5 separate regions of the Mus musculus genome follow, and regions 1, 2, 3 and 5 are each linked to region 4. Evidence: chromatin contacts called from public Hi-C data. All regions are on one chromosome and are shown on one strand. The core of a region is the stretch at or near the end of the contact, and the rest is flanking DNA. Distances in the headings are between cores, read along the strand shown. Region 1 has its middle 180 kb from the start of Gm32656. Region 2 overlaps Gm32543 (a long non-coding RNA gene). Region 3 has its middle 17 kb from the start of Gm32543. Region 4 has its middle 130 kb from the start of Gm20125. Region 5 overlaps Gm32543 (a long non-coding RNA gene).

Region 1 (2,795 bases), core at 271-2,770, 260 kb after region 4:
TTGAAGTTGAGAAAGTTGTGTAAATTGAAAGGTTTTCCAGATTACGCTAATACTTGCTGGTGTAATGAAGAGCTTGCTATTTTATTCTAGTATCTATGTGATGAAAACTTACAGAAGATATAAAGCAAGACAGAAGTATGATTGGATTTTTATTTTTTCAGAGATAAAAATCTCAGCGTTACTCTAAAGCCTGAGGCAGCCATGTATTTCAGAGGATTGGTACAGAATGAAATAACAGAGGCAGAGTTAAAGAAGCACCCAGGAGCCCCTTGACAAGAGGAGAACTGAGAGCCACAGCAACTGAGGCCCGCAAAAGGGCGTCCATATCAGAAGGGCAATGTTGTCGAGGTTCCATGGTCCCCACTCATCAGCCCAGAACCCAGAACCCAAAGAGAACTGGTTAACTAAAGCAAGCCAATAACCATTGTGGGGTAGCAAACGCAGTGGATATCTGCAATAAGAGCAGGAAAAGGGGGAGATAGATGAGGCTAGACTCAGTTGTGATGTCTGATCTGATGGAGAAGAAGGGGACGGAGCCCAAGGCTGTCCCTGGGCCTCTATCAGCTCTGGGAGAATACTGTCCGAACTGTAGGTGTCACATTGTTGGATGTTGGCAGTGCTTTGCCAACAGGGTTGTGGATTCTACTCTGGGAAACGGACCAAGGACTAGGCAGTAAAGAAAGCTGAGGAGGACGCAAGCTCCAAGTTGGCCTGCATCCTTCCAATTTAACCTTGCTGGCTCTCCCTAGTCATCTCTGTCATTTCACTGGGGCACAGGTCATGTTAATTTAATAGGTTTTTCTGAAAGTTTTCAAGATTATCCAAGTCACAACTACATGCAAAATCAATCATGTATACTCTGTTACCTTAATGATTTTCACAAACCTAACAAACTTCTAAGTCCTTCTCCAACTTTGCTGCTGTCCTTCATCTCTCCCTCTGTATTTTTCCTTCTCTGTGACCTTTCTCCCTCCCTCTTTTCTCTCCCTCTCCTCCTTCTCAAACACTTTTGTTTATATATAAGTCAAAGAAACCCAACAGAATTTTCAAGGAAAATAACCATATAACATAAACAATATAATATAAGCCTGTGTTCTCTTTGAATCTATAATCCACTGAGTTTGAGAACACCATTTGCTTTTCCTGGGACTTCAGGCACATTTTATATTATATAAGATTTCTTTGTTTAAAAATTACTGAAAGTGATTTTTTTCCTCAATGATTCATTGATCTCTTCTGCAGGCTCATTCATTGTTTAAGTGTAATTCACTTGGATTTCATGAAGACGGGAAATCACTTACATCAGCCCAGGGTTCCCTCACTATCTCATTAACTTGTGTTTCGGTTTCTCTGAATGATGTTTCTTTTATGCTATTGAGTCCTGGGAGCCTTGCTGGAGAACTGCAAAAAGGAAAAACAGGAGATGAGAAGTTCTGCCTTCTGTGTCATCTGTTAGCGTTGCACCATCTGCCCCAGGCAACTGGCCTATCCCTTCCCTGGTTTTCTGGGTAGTAAACAGATTTACTCAAAGGGGAAAAGAAAAGGGAGAACAAAGGGTACGCTGCACGGGGCGGGGAGGGGGTGGAAGGGTACCCACTGCTGCAAGATCACAGACTGTTTTCCACAAGTTGCTGTTGGGTCCCCAGTCCACCTGCCTGCTCCTCTGTCCTCTCAGGTCTCCCTAATAGAGCTCTCATCAAAACTCTGAACAGGGAACAGGGATAATACAAAGACAGTTGGCTCTGTCTGTGAATACCATAAAGCAGGATTGGTGTCAATCATTTTCAGCTTCCAATCCCGGGCTCAAGCCATGCCTCAGCAACACTAGCTCCTTTCAGCCTGACCCCTCCCCCTCTTACATCTCACCCCTGAAACTCAGTAAATGTTTCCCTTCCCTGTACTGCTGCTGCAAGCACACCGTTTGCCTCTGCCTGGCTTTTCTTTTTCTTTTTCTTTTTAATTTGGATTGTTTGTTGTTGTTTTTTTTAACATCTGTTTATTAATTAACTAGGACTACTATAGTAATTACTGAAGGGTGCTGCAACTCATTATAAAATCAGTATACTAATAGGCATCAGAAGTGCATTGAGTTTCGGAAGCCCTGCGTTTGAGATTGTGGTATACTAAGTGTACACAGAGTTGGTGTCTTTGAGGGCTATAAGAAAGTCCATTTTATCTGTCACTTGGTTTCTGGCAGACTGCTGGTAATCTCTGTTTCTTGGCTTGTAGACACATGCTCCTGTCTCTGCTGTCATGTAGAGCAGCCTTCAAACAGTGTATCTGGAGTGGGATTAGGAGTGCTTACCACTCCAACATCCTCTCCCCTTTAAATAACATTCAGAGATCCTATAGATGAGAGCTTCAAGATGTGAAGTTTACTTAATGGTTGAAGTCGTTCGTTTTCGATTCTCTAGAGAAAAAAATAAAGTCTTCTCATGATTAAATTGCTTACATTTTGTTAACTGCAATCTCGAGTTGTGAATAGGATGCCCTGAAAACCCAACTTTCTTTAGTGAGATTTTAATGTAATTCTGCTTGTACTGAGTAAGGGAGAGAAGTTCTCAGGCCAGGCCCAACCGATTCCTGGTGTTCTCCTTGTGTGCTTCGTCCTCGGCTGCTGGGCCTCATGGTCAGTGGATTCCCCCGTGCTCCTTTCTGGCTATACCTCCTTGCTGCCAAGCTTCATGGTCTGTGGACCTGTTCTCAGTATCTCTACCCTTCTACCCAGGGTGTGACTCCACATTACTTTACCTAGATTGTTTTCATTCTGTCTTCCTCTGCCTTTCCTTTGCTGA
Region 2 (2,903 bases), core at 205-2,704, 300 kb after region 4:
GACTGCCCCAACCGGGGACCCTTACCATAATCAGCCACCAAATGCAGACACTATTGCGTATGCCAGCAAGATTTTGCTGACATGACCCTGATATATCTGTCTCTTGTGAGGCTATGCCAGTGTCTGGCAAATACAGAAGTGGATGCTCACAGTCATCTATTGGATGGAACATAGGGCCCTCAATGGAGGAGCTGGAGAAAGTACCCAAGGAGCCAAAGGGGTCTGCAACCCTATAGGAGAAACAGCAATATGAACTAGCCAGTACTCCCTGAGCTCGTGTCTCTAGTTGCATATGTAGCAGAAGATGGCATAATCGGCCATCATTGGGAGGAGAGGCCCTTGGTCTTGCAAAGATTATATGCCCCTGTACTGGGGAACACCAGGGCCAGGAAGCAGGAGTGGGTGGGTTGGGGAGCAGGGAGGGGGGAGTGTATAAGGGACTTTCAGGATAGCATTTGAAATGTAAATGAAGAAAATATCTAATAAAAATGTTTAAATAAAAAAGAAAAGAAAACTAAAAAATAGTAAGTAGAATCATCACAGGTAGGAGACTGTTTCTATACTTAATAAGTAAAAAGGCCCAGCTGGTCCATTATATTTTCAACTTGAAAGGTATAATTAAATAAAATCAGTAAATAATGATTAAGCACTTCTGAAGAAAGTCGTCAAGACATACATTGATTGCAGCATGTCGTTAGGAACACACATGAGCTCATAAATGGTTGCTGACACTTCTGAGGAAATAATTACCCTCTCTGAACAGTTCTGGGTCCAGCACCAAGCCACCAAATGTTCCCTGACAACTTGAAGTCAAACTCGTGATGGCCAACATCCAACTACATTCAATGAAAATTTTAACATAGGTAGCAGATTGTAAGACTTGATTTTGTTTTTTGAGCTACTTAACGTAAAATTCATTCAACCCCTTTGGTTTAATAAACTCTTAATGGCTTTAGTGCCTTTAACAGAAAGACCACTGGCATCTCAGCCACTGACATGACTTACAAAATAAATTGAGGACTTTAGCATGCAGTTAGTGATGGGGAACCGTCAGCAAACAATTCCCCTGAATCTATTACTATTGAATGTATTGTGGTTGGTATTTTTTTTTAATTCTAATTTATTAGAATTTAGTGACAGCTTACACGGACAGATGCAGCCATTTCAAACTATAGAATCCAGGGGACATGGCTTTCTCTGGCACATTCTTAACCTTAATCTTATAGATTCTAGAATATGCACTCCTGGATCCTAAACCTCTACCTCTAATGAATAAGATATCCAGCTACAGATTCTTGCCACGTTCTGTTGGCTCTCCCACAGCCTCAGAAGAACTGCAATGAGACATCAGCTTCTAAATCTTCTAAGGTTCCCTTTGGGAGTTTACAGAAGTGCTGTGTGGCAGTAGGGGCATTTCCCCATATGCAAGTGTTGGATGCGGTCCTATTTACTTTAATAGAGGGAAGAGCTTAATATGAAAGTCCTCACTTGGATATTGGGAAATAGAGAGCATCTCTGGGTGTCACTCTTTGTTCTAGTTTCATTTCTGATGCGGTGACAAATCTCCAGAACAACAACAATAATAAAAAAAAAAATTAAGGCCTTAGTCAGCTTACAATTCCAAGTTACAATCCGTTCTCTCGGGGACTGTGACTCAAGTTCTCAAAGCAGGAACTTAAAGCATCACAACCACAGAACAAAGCAGAGAAAAATAAATAAACGCACAGATCCTCGCTTGCTTGCCCTGCCGACTCAGCTAGCTTTCTTCACTCCTAGACAGTTCAGGGCCCAGCCCATGAGATGGTGCCACCCACAATGAGCTGGCTTTTCCCACTTACCAATCAATTAAAAATGAAAACAATTCCCCACAGACATACCCACAGGCCTACCTGATCTAGATCATCTCTCATTAAGATTCTGTTCACAGCAACTGAAGAGATGGCTTCGAGGTTAGGAGTACAGACTGCTCTTGCAGAAGAACAGAATTTTGATTTTCAGTGCCTATTTTGGGCAACTTATAACAACCTATGTCTCAAGCTTCCTGGGATGCAATGCCTCTGGCCTTTGCTCACACTGGCACATGGGTGTACACACCCACACAAAGACACATACACAGAATTAAAACTAAAATAAATATTTGCTTTAAAAAAATACGCTTTTCCAGGTCATTACAGGTTGTGCCAACATAAAAGCATCAACATTCGTATAGCTGATGGCACTAAAGATATCAAAACCTAACTTACAGACGCAAATTACTTTCTAGTAATTTGTACCTGAGGTGATGCCTTGAACTTGACTTTAACTCTGATCTTTGAGGCATGTAAACAGCTTAAGAGTGTCTCTAGTTTCTCACTGAGCCGTGGTCCACTTCAGTGAATTCAAACAACCGTCAGAATCAATTTGAAATATGTCAAATATATGGTGTGACTACATGTAAATAAAAAAAAAAAGCGTATAAGAAATTACATCGGACTTGTTATCTAATCAATAGTGCCAGTCCTGGTTAAGATCCCTATTGCTATGATGATACACCATGACCAAAAGTACATTGGAGAAGAAAGGTAAGTTGGTTTGCACTTCCACATCATAATCATCACTGAAGGAAATTAGTGCAAGAACTACTGCAGAGACCATGAAGGGATGCTACTTATTGAATTGGTCCTCGTGGCTTTCCCATCCTTATAAAAACACAAGAGCATTAGCTTGGGGTTAATGGGTTGGGCCCTTCTCCATAAATCACTAATTACAAAATGTCCTATATCAGTAATTCTCAACCTTGTTTAATGCTGGGACCCTTTAACACAGTTCCTCATATTGCAGTGACCCCCTAACCATAAAATTACTTTGTTTGCTATTTCATAATTTTAATTTTGCTACCATTATAAATCATAATGCAAATCCTT
Region 3 (2,760 bases), core at 120-2,619, 480 kb after region 4:
TCATGAGTGATTAGAAGGCTTTTCCCAGTAGTAATTACCAATGGTCTAGTGTGAACCCAGAGATGCATACCTCACTGGATTCCAAAGAGGTTGGTCTTACCCCATTGCTATTTTTAGTAGCGACTTTGATGATGGGAAAGAATATGATTATTAAGTTCAGTAATGACATCAAACTGGGTGTGGTACATCCCACTTTGGAAAACTGGATAGAAGTGCAAATGATCTTGATAAGTCAGAGAGGTGGGTGGACGTAAACATACTGAAGCTCTACAGAGTAACTCACATGGGAAAAAAAACAAACCACACAATTGCAGGATTCACTCTGTGATGTCATGAGGAAAATGGTCTGGCGGTCATAGCCAGCATAGGCTACTTACTAATGTCCGGTTTTATCTTTAAAGGCAAATTCAATTTAGGAAACAAAAAGCAGGTTGTCTTTTCTGGGTGCTGAGTGTAGCTCATGTCAGTACCATAATAACAAAACTCTATAGTGTCTTTAAGCTCACGTTTTAAAGTAGAACAATTGATGGTATAGCGAGCAGTTTAAAAAACATCAATTTGTTGATTGATTATATGTTTGAGGAACCACTAAGATCACAAATTGATTTGATTTGTGAACTGCAGAAGAGAACTGAACGTGGGCAAGTCAGGCAAAAGGTGGACTGGCGAGAGGGAGACGAGTCTCACTGACACAGAACAGCTGTACAGCAAAGCTGGAGAAAGCAGAGGACGGTCAGAATCCAGACTGGGGACAGCTCCGTGGACAGACAGGAAACCAGAACAAACACAGTAATGCAAAACTACAGAATCTGAGCTTCTTGTTTGTCTGGTTTAACCCACCCCCAGCCCCACCCATTTTTATTTATAAAGGGAGGTAACAGGAAGAAGGCACAGGGAAGGAACGTCTACCAGTGCTTGGAACCTTTGTTTCCCACAGAGCATCTAGTAAAAAGTTGATTGAGCTTCAAGGCCCACATGTGCTTCCCCAGGCTGACCCAGTATCACTGTCTGATAGTTTGCTATTTCAAAATGATGTTAGCAGGTTACGTGGAGTTGTGAAGAAAATCCAAAACCCCAAAACCTTTGCCTCTGGAAGGTGGGGTAGAGTCTGTTCCTCCCACCTTCACCCCACCCCTCCACCCCACCTCCCAGGCTCTGGGGAAAGGCTCCTAGGAGCCACGACTGGAATGCATACAATGTCCTTCCAACTCCCCAGGACTTCACACCTTCAAGGCTGGATACAGAATTGGGCCACCTCCCAAGGGCTTGTCTAACCTCCCTTTGTCACAGCCTTTTCTCCTTCTTAGGAACGAAGAGCATTTGTTTACTATCAGTGGCATTCTCTTGACACATAGTCACACAGAGCATTGTGACATCTCAGACACAGTTGAGTCACCCTTTGTCGTTTACTTCTCTTCTGTACTGCATTCCCAAGTCATATGCTCTCTGAAGAAGGGGATCATGTGTTAAACTGTTTGTATCCTCCTACAGAACCCAATGCAAGAAGCACTGTGCTTGTGACAGGGAGTAAGTTAACCCTGCTGAACAAATGCATGCATGCCTGCATAAATGCATGCATGAATGAATGAATGAATGAATGAGTGACTGAGTGAGTGAGTGAGTTAATAGATAGGTGAAGGAAAATGTTGAAAGAAGGACAGTCTTCAAGAAATGTTGTTTCTTTTCTTCTTCTTGAGACAGGGTCTTTGTTACAGTGTAGCTCTGGCTGTCCTATGTAGCTAGACCAGGCTCTCCTTAATTCAGAGATCCACCTTCCTCTGCTTCCCTCCTGAGTGCTGGGATTAAAGACAGGTACCATTAGGCCAGGGAAATGTAGAGTTCTTGTGTAGTTTTTGTTTGTTTGTTCATTTGTTTTTCAACTGTTCTGAAGAGAGACTCGAGTGAGAAAGCAAAAGCCAATTAAGAAACCACTAACGCTTTACTAATTCATGCTCTCTGTTTGTGTTATGTTGTTTTTACATGTTTTTCATGTAGCCCAGGATGCCCTTGAACCCTCCAGAGTGACCCTGAACTCACAATCCTGGTGCCTGTACCTGCCAAGGCCTGAGATTACAGCCCTTGCTACTTGCATTATTATTTTATAAATGAATTCTTAGTAGGAATGTCAGATGTCAGTATATGAAACTCAATTAAAAATCCACAATGGTTCTTATACATATATATAAAGAACCACTGATAAATATGTATGTATATTTATATGCATGTATATATATATGTGTGTGTGTATATATATATATATATATATATATTTGAGTTCTGAATAAGATTATAAAATTATACAATTGTTAGTATTCTCACCTGAGCAGAGCATTTCTTATCAGCACAGGGGATTATAAAGCAAAAAGGGAATCATCCCATGCATCAGTGTGATTTAAGATGATTCAGTCAAATAAAATTTGAATGCTTTTATTATGCTGAGATTAATATTTTATGTTCATTTTGCCCTGGCTCACTCTGAGTGATCTTTCTGCTATGTCTGCCAACAAAGTGTCAAAGGTGCCAGCCATATTTACATTACTACTTGGGATTTGTGAATTAAAACACTGGCTCATTTTGCAAAGATCCATATCAAATGATATTAACTTATCTGGGTTGCATTTGAACCTATGTCCTGGGACTTCAAAGCTGTGGGTCATATCTATAGTGCCTTTTCAAACTACCTTCAACATGAAATTTTCTTGCTGATTGTTGTCTAAACACTATACTTAGGAATCAGAGTTTTTCAAAACTCATGAGACA
Region 4 (2,735 bases), core at 24-2,523:
TCACCAAGCTCATAGCATTATAGTATCCCACCTCACAGTTCAAGGAATGAAGTCAGATAAAAACCAACTAAAATCTCTGAAACTGTGAGCCAAAATCAGTCACATCTTCATAACCTCCCAGATATCTGCCATAGTAGGAAAGTACAGACCAACAGTTTCATAAATGTACACGATGCTATCTGCTCCCAACAACATTAAGATTAAGTACAAGGCTTAGAAAAAAATTAATATAGTGAATTTAATGGACTGCAAGTGGCAACTTTTCACAGTAAGAAGACTGTCTGAAAAGGGCATATTGTGTTATCCAACACAATAGTAATATTGGTTCTTAGATTTAGTCTTCTCTCGAACACTCACAAGGCATCATTGGGCCATGTTCCAACTAGAAACATCCATAGACATACTTCAAGTGAAGATTACCTTCAGAATTAAGACTAATAAAAGCACAACAAAAACAGCCCCTCGGAACATTTAAGTAAACATGACTACAAAGAGCTTCAGTGCAAGGGCCACATATATGAGCCAGAAACTGTAAACCCTAGACTCCGTCTGTTCTTATTTTCTCAGTTACTTTTCTTTTCTCTAAGCTGTTTAGAAGTCTCGATTTTTAACACATACTCATTTTCTCTTCATGTTGACATTTATAATGCTCTCATCTTTGGTTTTCCTTTGGTGCTCTTCACCACTCCTTACAGTAAATCCAATGCCCCGAAACGATTGACTTATGATATGGCGAAAACTTCAATCAAAATGATTGTTTGGTTTTCACTTTCCTGCTTGTCACCTGGCTTCCTTTATAACAGTCACCAATAAATCTATCGGCTGCCTTAGTAATTAGGCTAATAGAATACACAAGGTTTTAGATGTAAACCAATGCATCAGACCCATGCAGAAGGAAATCTATAATCCACTATCATGTTAAACATAAAGCCAAAGACCTCCAGAGAGACAACATGCACAGTGCTTTCAAAGGAACAAGACTTCACAAAGTTAAGGATCATACTGTGCAAATGTGAAGCCTCAGTCATTTTCATCCCCGTTATGAAAGAGGCAGGCCCCTTAGTGTGTGTCCCAAGCTCTTTGGACACAGTTCTTAGTATCTGGATGGCACATACTCTATCACGTCTTATAAGAGCATGCTTAATTAAGTTGTCCACAACTATGCCATTTGAAAACCACAGAGTCATATTTTAGCTAAAATACAACACTGTGTGATTGTTCTGGTGTTAAAGCTGTAACATATATGTTTCTTCTATATTACCTGGAAATTGAGACAAGTACTTACCTTGCTATATGGCATTTATCCTCAGCGTAGTCTCTGATATCATCAAAGGTCTCTAGCCTGTCCATTTTCCATTTAAAATAAATTAACTCAGGAACAAAAATTAGGCAAGAATTAAGTTTAAAAAGTTCTGCCTCTTAGTTCCTGATTTCAAAAGGCTTCAAAAGCAAGAGGAAATGACATGTGCTGTGACTCAGAGATGAATTGGTGAACTAGACTCTATCACTAAAGTGGCCTTCATTTCTGTTGCTTATGTAATAAACTGCTCTAAATGACCTAAATTTATTCTCTTATGCTTCTTATTGTTACAATTGTGTTTTGCTGGGCTATTATCAGTGAGTCAGAGAGCTGTGAGCCTTTGGAAACTCTAGAGGACAATGCATTTCCTTCCCCTTTGCAGCCCTAAGAGACGCCTGCATTCATTGGCTGTTGGCTTCCTTTCATCTTCAAAGCCAAGATCTCATCATCCTGACCCCTATATTCATATTACAACTTCTTCCCTGACGCTGAGGCACCCGTCCTCCCTGATTCACATAGAAGACCCTGTGATTATAATGACCTATTTCCCAGAGATAATGTAAGAAAACTTCATTTTAACTGAGTGGCAACCTCAGTTCCCCCTTCCTATCTTAACACTGCACGTTCATATGGTCCAGGGAATAGAAAGAAGACATTGTTCCATTGAGTACAAAGTCCATGAGTATTAAAATTTGAACTAGCTGAATAAAGTCACTCTAAGTCCTAGACTCTTAACACAGAACATAGACTATCTGCAGTGTGTGTGTGTGTGTGTGTGTGTGTGTGTGTGTGTGTGTGTGTGCTCGCTGTTCTTCTTCTTGATCTTTCATTTTATTTTGCCTTTTTGCTGGTACTTGGGATTGATTCCAGGCTATCTCATATGCTAGAAAGCACTTCTCAACTGAATTAAAACCCACTTCTTCTTTAGAATTCTTTTTAATGTTTAAGATTGAGATAAGTTGCCTAGGCAGTTCTTAAACTCACTGTGGCTTTCATGGACCTTGAGCTTGTAGTCCTTCTGCCTCAGCCTCCCAGATAGCTTGGATTATAAATAATGATCACCAGGCAGAGCACTCTGTGTCTTATCTTAAAGAAGCAGCGCTCTGCTCCATTGACGGTTCAGGAAATCTTTCAGTTGTATCAATAATAAATGTTGGAAACAAATAAATTAGGCAAAAAAAAAAAAAAAACCCCAAAAAACCAAAAAGCCACATTGGCAAATATCCTTCACCTACTTCTACAGCTCCTTCAGGTTAGAAATAGAGTTTGGTATTTTGTTTCAGTTTGGGAAATCCTAGCTTACAAAAAGTGCTATAAACTCATGTTCTGAGTTGCATGCGGTAAATACGTGATCCTCAAAACCTTCAATACTACTACACAGTCAGACTCTGACAAATCATCCAAGATACAGTATTCAAAAAGAACAAGGCAGTTG
Region 5 (2,813 bases), core at 236-2,735, 330 kb after region 4:
TAGCTCAAGATTTTACTAAATAAATTCTTGACCCAGAGGATACAGGTGTCATTGATGGTATGGATGGCACTGTGGTCACTGAAATCACAGCTTACCGGAAGGCAGACACGATACTTCCATTAACCCAGCCCAACACTAACTTGATGTGACTGATAATCAAACTACCACACTGGCTTACATTAAATACCCGAACACGTGTACTTTTTTTTTTCTTCAGTTTTGAACTCCAAGTCTATCAGACTTCATCCGGTTTTGATCTAGCAACTGCATGTCTTGATACTGGCTCTGGGCAGGACTCTGCCCCTACTGCATTGTGATGGAAAACGGAAGTCCCCAGATCATTCACTGTATGACTCTCATTGGGTCATCTGACATTCATGAACCTCAGGTTTTGCTCACTGGAAAAACAGTACTGGGGGTGGGCACTAGCAGTCATAATCCTCTGAAGCATCAGGAGACTCCACTGAGGTGCACAGGGCAAAAGTTATTTTGCAGAGTGGAAAACATTATGCAAATGTGAGTTGATAGTAGGGCTGTTGGCTTTTCTTTTTTTTGTCTGTCAACTTCAGAGGTGATTAAGCATATTTTCTGTCTTTAGTCAGTGCATTGACTCAAGTGCCAAACAGATTAAGACCAAAATATTGACCAATGTGCTTTGGATTTTTTTACAACCTGTATGACTCTACCTGATGCTATGATGACCCAATCTGAATATACATAGTTCGCCTTAGCCGCAGACCTCGTTGAGCCTGGCTGTGTGTCAGCTAATACGGTGTAGTTGTTGCCCTCAACAGCTCTGAGGCAGGCATAGTTGGCTTCGGTTCTAGCTCAGCAATTTGCATAAACTATTTGATCTCCTGCGATCCCTGTTTCTTATCTTCTGAACGGGAAGATAAACAAAGTACCAGCTCAGACAGAGCATTAGATGGGTAAGTGTAACGGGTAAATGGGCTGCACTTGTTGAGATGACAATAGCCACTCACCGTGAGGTTCTTCTCTTAGGATATTATTGAGAAAGTGATGTTTTTACTAGTCAACCCTGTGATTTTATAAAGTTGTTCCATTTCAGAAGCAAGAAGCTCACTTAAACTAGCATAACTTAACTCGCTGAGTTCCTTGTGAACCTGTGTGCATGCCTCATAAACCACCACATTCCTTAGTTACTGCTCACAAACCATTACATTAGAAAATCCACCCATGGCTTTCTCTAGGCTCACTATGGAAGAATAGCTGACCTATTTTCGGTCTCTGGAATCTATCCTCCTTTTAGAAAAATGAATCAACATTTCCCTTTTTTCATTCATCTTTTGGTTTCTTGAAGACTTCAGTAACTTCTGAGATTAATCGTCAGTTCACATTCACCCATTCAGTGAGACTAGCTAGAATGTGCGCTATTTGTCCAGCATTCCAGTGTTCCCAGTGGCTGGGCACAGCTTATACCTGGAGCTGTCAGCTAGAGCTCATTTATTGCAGTCAGGTTCTGGCCAACTGTCCAGTCATCTCTGTAGACTTACAGTCAACCCCTTCTTTGCTTTGTTTGTGTGTGTGGACAAGTCAGATAAGGCTGAGTCATAATTTCCTCCCCCAACAAAATAGGATAATAATAACAGCTATGACTACCACACAGAGTGAAAATAAATGAGGTGAAGTGCAAAAAGCATGCCCCCCACCAAAAAACAAAAACAAAACAAAACAAAAAACCCAAAGCAAGCATACAAAATGAAAGTCTTGTTTGCTCCTCCTCTTATATCCTGCAGACCACTTTATTTGCTGCAGAACTTGAAAGCAAAATCTGAATTTAATAGTTCTGTTAGCTGTTATCATTACACCATCTGCCCCAGGCAGCTTGGCTATCACTTCCTTGTTCTTCTACTCTTAAACACAAAGGAAAATATCCTTCTTGTGGTCTTTAACAGTTCCGGTGAACCCAAATTATTTGTTTTCTATTAGCACCCCTGTAGTATATTCCCCATTAAGATACAGGGACAGTCAGAGCCATCAAGACCTGAAAAAGACGAGGGAACAACAAGAATGCAAAGGAAGAGTTGGTGGGGTTGAAAAAATGAAGCTGAATGTGGTCAATGGAGCTGAACATATACTGTGTTTCATGGAACCAGAGATGATTACGCTATGGGAACGCAGCTGAGGAGTGACGTGGACTCTCTGGTTAATAATAGGAAGCATAATAAGAGAGATTACATATGGAGTTTTGCAAGCAGGCACAAAAGAGTCTATTAGGCGGTGTCTTTAGCAATAACTTTTCAAATGAAGAAACACTGCCCAAACTATCACTTTTATGTACAGTGCTAAATAAGATGAGGGAGGCACGTCAACCCACGCAGTTCTGTGAGGAAACTTCTGGAGGAGGGGAAGTAATATGGTGTATGCATAAATATTCAGAGTAATATGGTTGGCAAGGGACAGAGAAATTAAAATGTCTCAAGTAGATTATTGTCAGACCTGTTGACTTCTGTACCTTCTCCTTCCATTTCAGCCAGACCTGGGCACATGGTTAGGTACCATGTAGGCTGAGGTTTTATGGGAGAGCACAGAATATCATCTTTTTGTCTCTTAACAATGTAGGAGCACTGTACTGTATGTAACTGTGATTAGTTCACAAATTAAGATCTTTTCCCTAAGAGAAGGGCCTTCCTATCACCTTCAAAGAGGAAGACTGTCAAAAGCCAGACTTTCTATTATAAAATGGTTTTAAATATAATGAAACTTCAAGCAACCATGCGTCTCAGGGCAGAAGTGGAAACACTATTCTGTTGGGGTCAAACTCACTTGCCAATGTTTTTTTGTAAATAAAG

Evidence for each region. A called contact is a pair of places that touch in the nucleus more often than the background predicts.
Region 1: a contact with region 4 is called in a Hi-C map of ECoMG-derived neutrophils, with 4 times the contacts expected there. The contact joins two enhancer-like sites. A contact is called at or near these places in 1 of 39 promoter capture datasets (macrophages), 3 of 484 Hi-C or Micro-C datasets (ECoMG-derived neutrophils, the HPC-5 cell line and bone marrow), 1 of 115 datasets of contacts at active chromatin or transcription factors (embryonic basal ganglia) and 1 of 9 other capture datasets (macrophages).
Region 2: a contact with region 4 is called in a Hi-C map of bone marrow-derived macrophages, with 22 read pairs. The contact joins two enhancer-like sites. A contact is called at or near these places in 1 of 484 Hi-C or Micro-C datasets (bone marrow-derived macrophages), 3 of 115 datasets of contacts at active chromatin or transcription factors (bone marrow-derived macrophages, embryonic stem cells and extraembryonic endoderm stem cells) and 2 of 9 other capture datasets (embryonic tail and macrophages).
Region 3: a Hi-C map of bone marrow-derived macrophages shows a contact between it and region 4, with 18 read pairs. The contact joins two enhancer-like sites. A contact is called at or near these places in 1 of 484 Hi-C or Micro-C datasets (bone marrow-derived macrophages) and 3 of 115 datasets of contacts at active chromatin or transcription factors (bone marrow-derived macrophages, embryonic basal ganglia and extraembryonic endoderm stem cells).
Region 5: a Hi-C map of bone marrow-derived macrophages shows a contact between it and region 4, with 26 read pairs. The contact joins two enhancer-like sites. A contact is called at or near these places in 4 of 484 Hi-C or Micro-C datasets (the Ba/F3 cell line, Sertoli cells, bone marrow-derived macrophages and 1 more) and 1 of 9 other capture datasets (macrophages).

The regions. Positions count from the first base shown.
Region 1 is chr10:17,477,346-17,480,140 of GRCm38.p6, forward strand. No RefSeq gene overlaps it. Among named protein-coding and RNA genes, the nearest start is that of Gm32656, 180 kb to the right of the region's middle. Within about 2 kb of position 1,521, at least 68 of the 459 cell types and tissues checked have an H3K27ac peak or open chromatin away from gene starts, as enhancers often do. A contact at or near this core is called in ECoMG-derived neutrophils, where this site is marked.
Region 2 is chr10:17,517,202-17,520,104 of GRCm38.p6, forward strand. The region is part of intron 3 of Gm32543 (a long non-coding RNA gene); the gene reads right to left. Among named protein-coding and RNA genes, the nearest start is that of Gm32656, 140 kb to the right of the region's middle. Within about 2 kb of position 1,455, at least 47 of the 459 cell types and tissues checked have an H3K27ac peak or open chromatin away from gene starts, as enhancers often do. A contact at or near this core is called in bone marrow-derived macrophages, where this site is marked.
Region 3 is chr10:17,696,697-17,699,456 of GRCm38.p6, forward strand. No RefSeq gene overlaps it. Among named protein-coding and RNA genes, the nearest start is that of Gm32543, 17 kb to the left of the region's middle. Within about 2 kb of position 1,370, at least 43 of the 459 cell types and tissues checked have an H3K27ac peak or open chromatin away from gene starts, as enhancers often do. A contact at or near this core is called in bone marrow-derived macrophages, where this site is marked.
Region 4 is chr10:17,220,103-17,222,837 of GRCm38.p6, forward strand. No RefSeq gene overlaps it. Among named protein-coding and RNA genes, the nearest start is that of Gm20125, 130 kb to the left of the region's middle. Within about 2 kb of position 1,274, at least 26 of the 459 cell types and tissues checked have an H3K27ac peak or open chromatin away from gene starts, as enhancers often do. A contact at or near this core is called in the Ba/F3 cell line, ECoMG-derived neutrophils and bone marrow-derived macrophages, where this site is marked.
Region 5 is chr10:17,548,621-17,551,433 of GRCm38.p6, forward strand. The region is part of intron 3 of Gm32543 (a long non-coding RNA gene); the gene reads right to left. Among named protein-coding and RNA genes, the nearest start is that of Gm32656, 110 kb to the right of the region's middle. Within about 2 kb of position 1,486, at least 94 of the 459 cell types and tissues checked have an H3K27ac peak or open chromatin away from gene starts, as enhancers often do. A contact at or near this core is called in the Ba/F3 cell line and bone marrow-derived macrophages, where this site is marked.